Regions from separate parts of the Rattus norvegicus genome. Here region 2 is linked to region 1. Evidence: chromatin contacts called from public Hi-C data. All regions are on one chromosome and are shown on one strand. Each heading gives the region's core, a stretch centred on a gene start, on an enhancer-like site or on the middle of the called end of the contact. The rest is flanking DNA. Distances are from core to core; before and after follow the strand shown.

Region 1 (4,723 bases), core at 815-3,314:
TCTCACTGAATAGATCCACTAACTGCGGGTGGGGACCAATGCTTCCCTTGCGTATCTGGAACCAGTCTTCTGTGAATACCAAGGGGCAGCTGCATAGCAAAGGACTCATAAAAAAAAGGACCTTGTGGGCTGGGAGACGGCCGAGAGGGTAAGCAGCATGCTGTGTATACCCGATGACCCATGTAGGCTCTGATCCCTGGAACCTACTCTGGAGCCCACATGTGGTAGCGTGCGTCTGGAATCCAGCACTCCTTTGGTGAGGAGGGAGGTAGAGATGAGAGAACTGCTCAGAAGCTCACTGGCCCCGAGGAGGCCACAGTACAGCCACAGGGACAAGAGGAGGGTCCCTGCCTCAGCAGGCTGAAAGGTGTGGCCTGACCTCAGAAGTTGTTTTCTGACTGCCACATATGCACTGTGACATGTGTGTGTGACTGTATCCACCACATCTCTCTTTCTCCAGAAAATTAAAAAAAATTAAATTAGAAAAAGAAATCTTAAGAGACTGATACCATAGCTCAGGGATAGAGCAATAAAGCATTTGCTTGGCATGTAGAAGACCTTGGGTTTGGACACACACACACACACACACACACACACACACACACACACACACCATACACACATACATACACACCACACACACAAACACAACACACAAACACAAACACATGACACACAACATACACACACCACACAAACATACCACACACAACATACACACACCACACAAACACACAGCACACACACAGCACACAACACACAAACACACAACACACACACAGCACACAACACACAAACACACATACAACACACAAATACACAACACACACACACCATACACACACATACACAACACACAAACACACCACACACAACATACACACAGCACACAAACACACAGCACATACACAGCACACAACACACAAACACACAACACACACACAGCACGCACACACACCACACATACAGCACACAAATATACAACACACACACACACACACACAAACACACCACACACAACATACACACAGCACACAAACACACAGCACATACACAGCACACAACACACAAACACACATACAACACACAAATACACAACACACACACACCATACACACACATACACAACACACAAACACACCACACACAACATACACACAGCACACAAACACACAGCACATACACAGCACACAACACACAAACACACAACACACACACAGCACGCACACACACCACACATACAGCACACAAATATACAACACACACACACACACACACAAACACACCACACACAACATACACACAGCACACAAACACACAGCACATACACAGCACACAACACACAAACACACAACACACACACAGCACGCACACACACCACACATACAGCACACAAATACACCACAGACAACATACACACACAATGCACACGCACACCACACACACACCACACATACAACACACAAATACACAACACACACACACACCATACACACATACACAACACACAAACACACCACACACAATATACACACACCACACAAACACACAGCACACACACAGCACACAGCACACAAACACATACCACACACACACAGCACACAACACACAAACACACATACAACACACAAATACACAACACACACACACCATACACACACATACACAACACACAAACACACCACACACAACATACACACAGCACACAAACACACAGCACATACACAGCACACAACACACAAACACACACCACACACACAGCATGCACACACACCACACATACAGCACACAAATATACAACACACACACACACACACACACACACACACACACACACACACTTTCTTCCAGATAACTCCCAACCATGGAAATTGAAAGAAAGAGGAGATATGAGGACGTCTTATTCGAGCCAGTAAGCAGAAAGTGAAGTTTTAAGATGTGCTAATGACTCGTGTTCACTTAAATAGTCAAGCTTTAAGAATAAATGTGGGACACACTTTACATAAAGCTATGGAAACAGAACGGACCATTTTACCTAAAATAGAACAGCTATATTTAGAAGCTTTTAGTGTAGCTTGACCTTGGCATTTATATCAACACAGTTGTCTTTCAGACTGATCGCAACCCCTCGTGTTCTCCCTTTTCGTTCAAAACCACTCCATGGGCTTAACTGCTCTCTACAGCAGAAGGAAAATTGAATATAAATAGTGCACTTTACACGTTAGGATCTAAAGCATTCGCCTTTGGCCAGCCACCCACTGAGTGTGCCTGACTAGTAATTACCGTGTACATTACTTTCTCTTCTCGTTGCTGCAGAAAAAATACCAGACGAAAGCAACTTGAGGAAGGAAAGGTTTGTTGTCACTGTGTCCCCATGCTTGGCTTTTTTATGTTTTTCATTTTAAACTTACTTTTTATTTTACACGCATGCGCGTTTCGCCTGCATGTACGTCTGTCTGTGCCCGGTTTGTGTGCCTGGTGCTTGCAGGAGCCAGAAGAAGGTATCAGACTTGAGGAAGTGCAGTTGCAGATGCTTGCGAACCTGGGTCCGCTGGAACAGCAGCCTGTGCTCTAATAACTGGTACATGCATAGCTCCATCTTTCCCCTCTTTTCCTTAGTCCAGGACCCCTACCACATGACCGGGCCATTCACGTCAGGGTAGGCCTTCCTTCCTCCGTTACAGCCCTCTGGAACCGCCAGAGGCGTGTCTCTTAGGTGATGATGCAGCTGGCGTCACTTTGAAGCTCACCCCTCACACTGTATTTCAAGCATCTATCCCCAAGCTTCAGTGAGCAACGGACCATCAGGGATTCTTTTCTGAGCTAGGAAGATGATTTATCATCTAGACTTCACTCTGTTACTTAACAGCAAGCTCACTTTTGCAAAAATGGCCTCCAAACTACTTAAGGCAGTGCGACTAAAATGACCTTCATTCTTTCCAATTTCTTCCTAAATATAAATATAATACTTCCTGTGAGCATGGATAAATGGGGCAGAAAGGATGTACCTCATGGTTGGAGCGTTTATCCAGCTCGAGGCCCCCGGTGCAATCTTTGGTGCTGGGAAAAAAGTATTCACTATGGGAACATTGGTTAATTCTTTCTCATCTGTAGGGAGAGTTCCATATTCTGAAATCAGTGCTCTGTCTGAACTGTGACTTATGTTGTGGCTTTTGTCCAGTTTTGTCTTGGAAGAAAAGGTATACAAGCTCTAAACATTGTCTAAAAACATGCAATGCAGTTTATAAATTAAAACTTAATTTTTAGGTCATTAGCATCTCAGAAACAAGCCAACTAAACCAAAGGGGGTGCGTGGCAAATGGTTCTGGTTATATGATCTCCCCCCCCCCCCCCCCGGCTGATCTGGAACTCTGTACAGACTAAACTGGCCTCAGACTCATAGAGATCTGCTTGCCTCTTCCTCCTGAGTACTGGGGAGAAGGTCTATTCAAAGCTCATGTGTTTTATGAGAGGTCCTTCTTCTAGGCAGTGAGCCATTGGGGTTAGCAAGATCCATCACCCAGAGGCCTCTGGAAAGTAGCCGGTTTACAAGAACTACAGTAGAATCCAAAGTTGCTGTGAGGTTGTGTGTTTTGCTCATTAAGTGTCCTGGCTTTTCCTGGGAGGAAGCTGGGGACTGACTTTAATGCCACTTGTCAAGCAGGAAAGGGTAGGCTATGCCTGTAACCTCAGCATGCGGGAAGGGAGGAGTCTAAGTTCAAGACCATTCTGGGCTAGGTAATGAGTCTCCATTTCAACAGGAATGGGAAACAAACATCAAAACAAACAAACAAACAAACAAACAAACCAAAACAGCAGGGTAACCAAACAAAGCCCCTATCAGGTATGTGACACCAAGAGGATTAATTAAAAGCAGCCATTTTAAAATGTCTTCAACCAAAGGTGGGCAGCCCCTTAGAACATTTGAAATGTTAAATGTCACTTCTAATACTACCACTATTTCCCAAAAGTGTACTGGGAATCTTTTAATAGAGGTTTAGGCTTTATGACACGATTTTTAAAACGTGTAATCGGAGAGTGAAATAATCAGAATTTGGTGTAGATTTGTATTCTGTAGGAATTCAAATTTAAGTATCAAATCGAACCCACTTTTAGTTGTTTTTGGAGGTTCGAGGAAACTGTGGCTCTAAAATACCGAAACACTGGGGCTGGAGGGCTGAGTCAGTGGATCAAAGAACTGGATGCTCTTCTGGAGGATCTGAGTTCAGTTCTTAACATCCACACGGCTAAAGAGCCAAAAACAAACCTCCGGCTATATTAGTTAGTTACCTTGAGCATTTGTCGCTTGCACAGAAAGTGCACTAGCTTTCATTCCTCTATAATCATAACTTTCTGTCTTGTCTATGGATAGAAAGCCTGGATGGGTTTCTGTCGCTTAAAGATGACACTCCTTTTTGTTTTTTGAGACAGGGTTTCTATGTGTAGCTCTGACTGTTCTGAAACTCTGTTTCAAACGCAGAGATCCACCCGTTTCTGCCTCCCGAGGAGTGCTGGGACTTAGGGTGTGCGACACCACGCCCAGCTACTCATGATTGGACCAGCTTCCTTATCGTAGGAATTTCCTCGGTAAAGTTCCAGCATTCCCAGCCGGTTAGCTGTCCGGGAGACTTCCTGCCTCAGAGTGTCTGTTTCCATTCCAGACGCCTTTATCAGGTGCTGGGCTATCTGTGCTAGTCAGCTTTCGTAGCCTGTGACAGATAAT
Region 2 (4,723 bases), core at 1,241-3,740, 140 kb after region 1:
TAGTGGCCTCGTGTACTTTGCCTTTTCCCTCTTCTGTCAACTCACCTTTACTGGTAGTTTGTGGTCTACCTGACTGTCGAAGGCCAAGAAGATACTGCTGGCGTTGTCTGTCCCAGACTTCCTGTTGTGCTGCTTCAACCAGATTTGTGTTTGTCTGAAGAGGTTTAATTTAAGCAGTTCATTTGTCCTCAGCCTTATGGAGGGTCAAATGTGACCAGAAACTCACCTTACTGCTGTTGGCTTTGGCAACATTAAATATAAAATGCCTCGGTGCTAAAGTGTTTGCAGACGCATGTTCCTCTCTGAAGTCAGTGTTTCAGTGCTTTGCGTTTGGAAATCTGGGGGTTCCCCCGAGAGGACAAACCCCGCTGACTTCATTTCCACAGTCCAGAAACTCTAATGCAAAACTGGGAAGTGTACTGGGGAGTCCTCTTCTACACAAAGGTCAGTGGGAGAATGATCAGATGCTAAAAAATAATTTCAGAGAGATAAAAACACATTTAGATAATCTTCTATCTTCTACGGAAAGTTTCAAGCCCTGGGAGCTGCTCTTCAGCTCTGGGTTGGATGCTGTTGTCTCTGACTGGTAGTTTACTCTATATATGGAAAGTAAAGAAACTAATGTTATTGAAAACAAAAGTAATGGTAAGGCTGTTCTAAAGTAAACCGAGGAGTAAGACTCCCCAGTGGGCATTTGTCTTCAGTATATACCTCTACCCCAAACTTAAATGATGATCTAGAGAATGAAGTCCAAGGCCAGCCTTTACTTTGTAGTGTAAGGAAATGTGAAACTGTGTCAAACTGGTATTAGGATATCTGTGGAGTGTGCGTATGTGCGTGTGTGTGTGTGTGTGTGTGCGTGTGTGTATCTTTCTGGCTGTGTGTCTATGTGCTTCTCTGTAGAGGCATGTTTGTGATGAAAGGCTGCTTTGAGTCATAATGTAGAGTTTCATTTTTGTGGTTTTTAGAACAAATATTTATTTGGAGATCTGCTATGGTAAGGGCCGTATGACTTACTTCTTTATGTCTAATGAAACTGATTGTCAAAGGACTAATAAACCTGGGTTTACAACATCATGAATACTTGATTATTGAAAATTAAGGGGGGGAAAAGTTCAAAAAAAATAAAGTGTGTTGGATTGAAACTTGGTTGTCTCTAAATTTTGTTGTTGTTTGACGTGACTCGAGGCACCAGAGTGGCCCATACATCAGCCCGATGTTGACTGTATCTACAGGCAGAATGTTCTGTGCAGAAATTATTATGACCACAGTTTAAGGAGCCCATTAAAGCATTTTTTTTCCTTATGAACTTCCTAAGAGATTTCTTTTAGGTAGTTTATCATTTACTCAAATTCAGCAGACTTTTAGACTGCGGAACTCTATCCTATCCTGTGTGACTTGACAGAGGGTGCTTACCTCTTCCTCTCTGGCTTCACAACACTCAGATATAATTTTAATGCTTGTGTGCACATGTCCCTCAGGGATGGAAGGCCAGAGGCCCCAGTTTGAATCCGCACCATGAGGAACTTTTATTGCTGTTCCCAGTTTCTGGGTTAAGGCAAGAAGAGTCCCGGAAGTAAACCACCAACCTGTGCCACTAGATGGAGTTAGTCCAGGTTTGCCTAACTTCCTGGGCTCCAGAGAAGAAGGTGGGGGCTAAGGTTAGCATGTTCTGCCTGTTGTTAGCAGAGCTGGCTCTGCTGAGAAGTCTGCAAAGGCGCCCCGCTCACTCTTCCACAGAGTTGCAAATACTGAGAAGGCTTCAAGCAAAGAAGTTCCTAAGGTGAGATGAGCAAACCTCTGCCAATGAATGAGTCAGAAGCCCTGCCCCCGCCCTGCTTCCAGACAGTCTGGACTCAGTCTCTGAAACGGATTTTGTGCTCGAACTTCACCTGGGTAGAAAAGGCGCCAGAATGTACATGTGCCTAAAACTGTCCAACCCCACATAACCCCTGCGTCAGAGTTATGGCGCCCAGAGGACAGCCAATGTATTTTGAGGTCATTGGTTTGTCCTTCAGCTCAGACATGATTTCGTTGTATTGAGGATATCCAAACTCTTTCCTACCAGGCATTCGAGATATACAGTCAGGTGTCAAATAGTTGCCCTACCTTACTGCAGGTCAGAGGTTGTGTCTCGTAAGTCTCACCACCTCGCCTCCCCCCCCCCACACCCCTCCCAGCCTCCGCTCATCCTCAGTGGGTGCTCTATTTTAATCAGACTAAAACTCCGAACTCTCCCACAGGAGTGAGAGCATGTGTTAGCTGTCTCTCTGTGTCCACCAAACGGTTCCACTTAACACGGTCCTCCAGGTCCAACCAACACTGGGTTTCGATGCCTCTCCCGACTCACAGGAGTTTCCCCGAATGTGCTGGCATCTGAAATTTCTGGGTGAGATGCGGGAGGTGAAAGAGACGGAAACAGCAGCATGAGTCACGGGCTGAAGCCCTGAGTAGATATATTTAGTCTGCTTTGAGCACTCTCGCTGGAAGGATGATTGTTCCATTCCGTGCTCCCCCTACACACCTCATGGCATGCTGAAGGGGTCACAACGGTCCCAAGTACCTTGGCTGGCATATGAGTGTGCATGTGCAACTGGGAGATCCTCTGCACCACAGTCACCAGGAAAACCATTCACACAGAAGTGAGGGATGCTGCCTCACTCTGAAGCTAGTGACTGTGAACTAGGACCAAAAACATTACTGTCTACTGGGTTTCCTAGCCCTCATACAGGGGAACTTCCCAAACTCCCAGGTTTGGAATCTTCCTTCTCCAACCCACAGGCCCAACGACGATGGTTCAAGGAACCACTTTGATTCTAGAAGATTTTAGCAGCTGTTCAAAATGGCGATGGTGTGTGCAGAGTACGGCAACAGGAGTTCTTGCATTTTCTGTAACCTGAACACACACACACACACACACACACACACACACACACACACACACACACACACACACACGAATGACCTTGAGAAATGAGCAGTAAGAAGGGTTATAGACCTTGGCTACTTCGTTTTCTTGTTTTAACTCCAGCTTTGGAGTTTTAAGTGTTATTGAAAAAGCATCTAGGTTCTTTTTTTTCTTTGTAAAGTTGCCAGCGAAGATGGTCTCCAAGGCTTCAGCACATATGAGCTGAAGACACGCTTTTAACTGCACGAAGTCAGCAGAGCCGTGAGATTCCCTGCTCACCTTTGATTTTAAGAGCCAGTGTTTGACACAGTTCCAATGTATGATAGCAACGCAAACGGTAGCGATCTGAAACAGCACTTGGGTCTGCTATGACTGAGATCTCAGGTACTGAGGAAAGGGCACGCTTGACCCGCGGGTCAAGATATGTTCCCGTCACACGCAATGCACGAGAGCAAGCACAAGCAAGCTGCAGGGTCTGGACACGAAAATGTCTTTAGCTGTACTCGATCGCCACCTAGTGTTCATTATGAAAAGCACATGCTCTACTATGCTCCTGACTTTAGATGGAAAGTCTTGGACCTTTTTCCTTCTGGGGAAAGCTATTAGAATTGACTAGTTCTCCTCAATCCTTGAACCGGGTTAACAAACATGGATGTGGGGGAGTGGAGGGGAAGGAAGGTACAGATTCCAAGCTGAGGGTTTGAAAAGTTTTCTGGTATGAGGGCTAGGAGATCCAGTAGAAAGTGGTATTTTTGGTCATAGTTCCCATAGCAGCTTGAAGTCTTTGTGTGATGTCTCTACTCCCTAATTATAAGAGTCTAATTTTTAAAGGTCGTTCTCTTTACTTGAGTGCACAGTGTCATGGGTGTCTTGATGGCCCACTGAGTGAGGTCACAGTAGGATGGTTCTTGAGTATGGGATGGGACTGGGAACTTGGAGAAGTCTCAAGAGGGCCTTAGGGGACTATTACAGTTCCCAACAGCAGCTTTGTGGGTCACAGGGGCCCCAGAGACCCAGGGTGGGGCATGCTTTGTTAGGGGATCTTACTCGATATACAAGAATGCATTGTCTTGCCCGGAAACCGGGAAAGGGAATAACACTCGAAATGTATATAAGAAATACTCAAGTTAATAAAAAAAAAGTAAAAAAAAAAAAAAGAATGCATTGTCTACAAACCTAGACTTTGTAAACACCCAACAAAATTTGACTCCATTGGGAAATTGAAGAGGCCACACCCTCCAGCCCTGCCCATTCCCCGTTCCAGAGAAGACCAAGAAGGTCTCAGGTGTAGTTTGAGATTGGTGGTGGTGTTTTTGACTCAGATGCCAAACATCTGCTCAACTGTGTTGGTAGCTGGCAGAAACCATCTAGGATGGGCCTTTGAAGGCCACAAACGCTCAGCAGAGTCCTGATATCTCCCAGGACAGTCTGGGATAAGAAAGTGCATCTGCTGAGCACTTGTCATTGTTAATCCAAAGTCCTTGTTAGTTTCTGTAAACGATTGTCACAGGTTTATGGGCTTAGAGAGCTTTTCTAAGGTCACAGTAATTATAAACGTTAGAGTTCAAAATGAACTTGGGGTAGCTTGCTTGTCTCTTTCTAGCAGGATCCCTCAGTCTCACTATGAAGTTGAGGAAGGACCTTGAACGCCTGCTCTTTCTGCTTCCACCTCCAAGTGCTTGCATTGTGGGTTCTCGGCACCACGTCACTTGCACAGCACTAGACACTCACCCCAAATTTTGTGTATGCTAGCCACGCACCCTGGCCCCTGAACTACACCCCCAGGATGTGTAGGTCTCCTTTAATGTCATGCTC

The links. A called contact is a pair of places that touch in the nucleus more often than the background predicts.
Region 2: a contact with region 1 is called in a Hi-C map of hepatocytes, with 4 times the contacts expected there. The contact joins two enhancer-like sites. A contact is called at or near these places in 9 of 12 Hi-C or Micro-C datasets (the A7r5 cell line, the Rat2 cell line, frontal cortex and 5 more).

Annotation. Positions count from the first base shown.
Region 1 is chr5:10,998,482-11,003,204 of GRCr8, forward strand. No RefSeq gene overlaps it. Among named protein-coding and RNA genes, the nearest start is that of Slco5a1, 13 kb to the right of the region's middle. Within about 2 kb of position 2,065, at least 2 of the 93 cell types and tissues checked have an H3K27ac peak or open chromatin away from gene starts, as enhancers often do.
Region 2 is chr5:11,140,036-11,144,758 of GRCr8, forward strand. It overlaps a transcript of Slco5a1 not described here. Among named protein-coding and RNA genes, the nearest start is that of Slco5a1, 130 kb to the left of the region's middle. Within about 2 kb of position 2,491, at least 9 of the 93 cell types and tissues checked have an H3K27ac peak or open chromatin away from gene starts, as enhancers often do.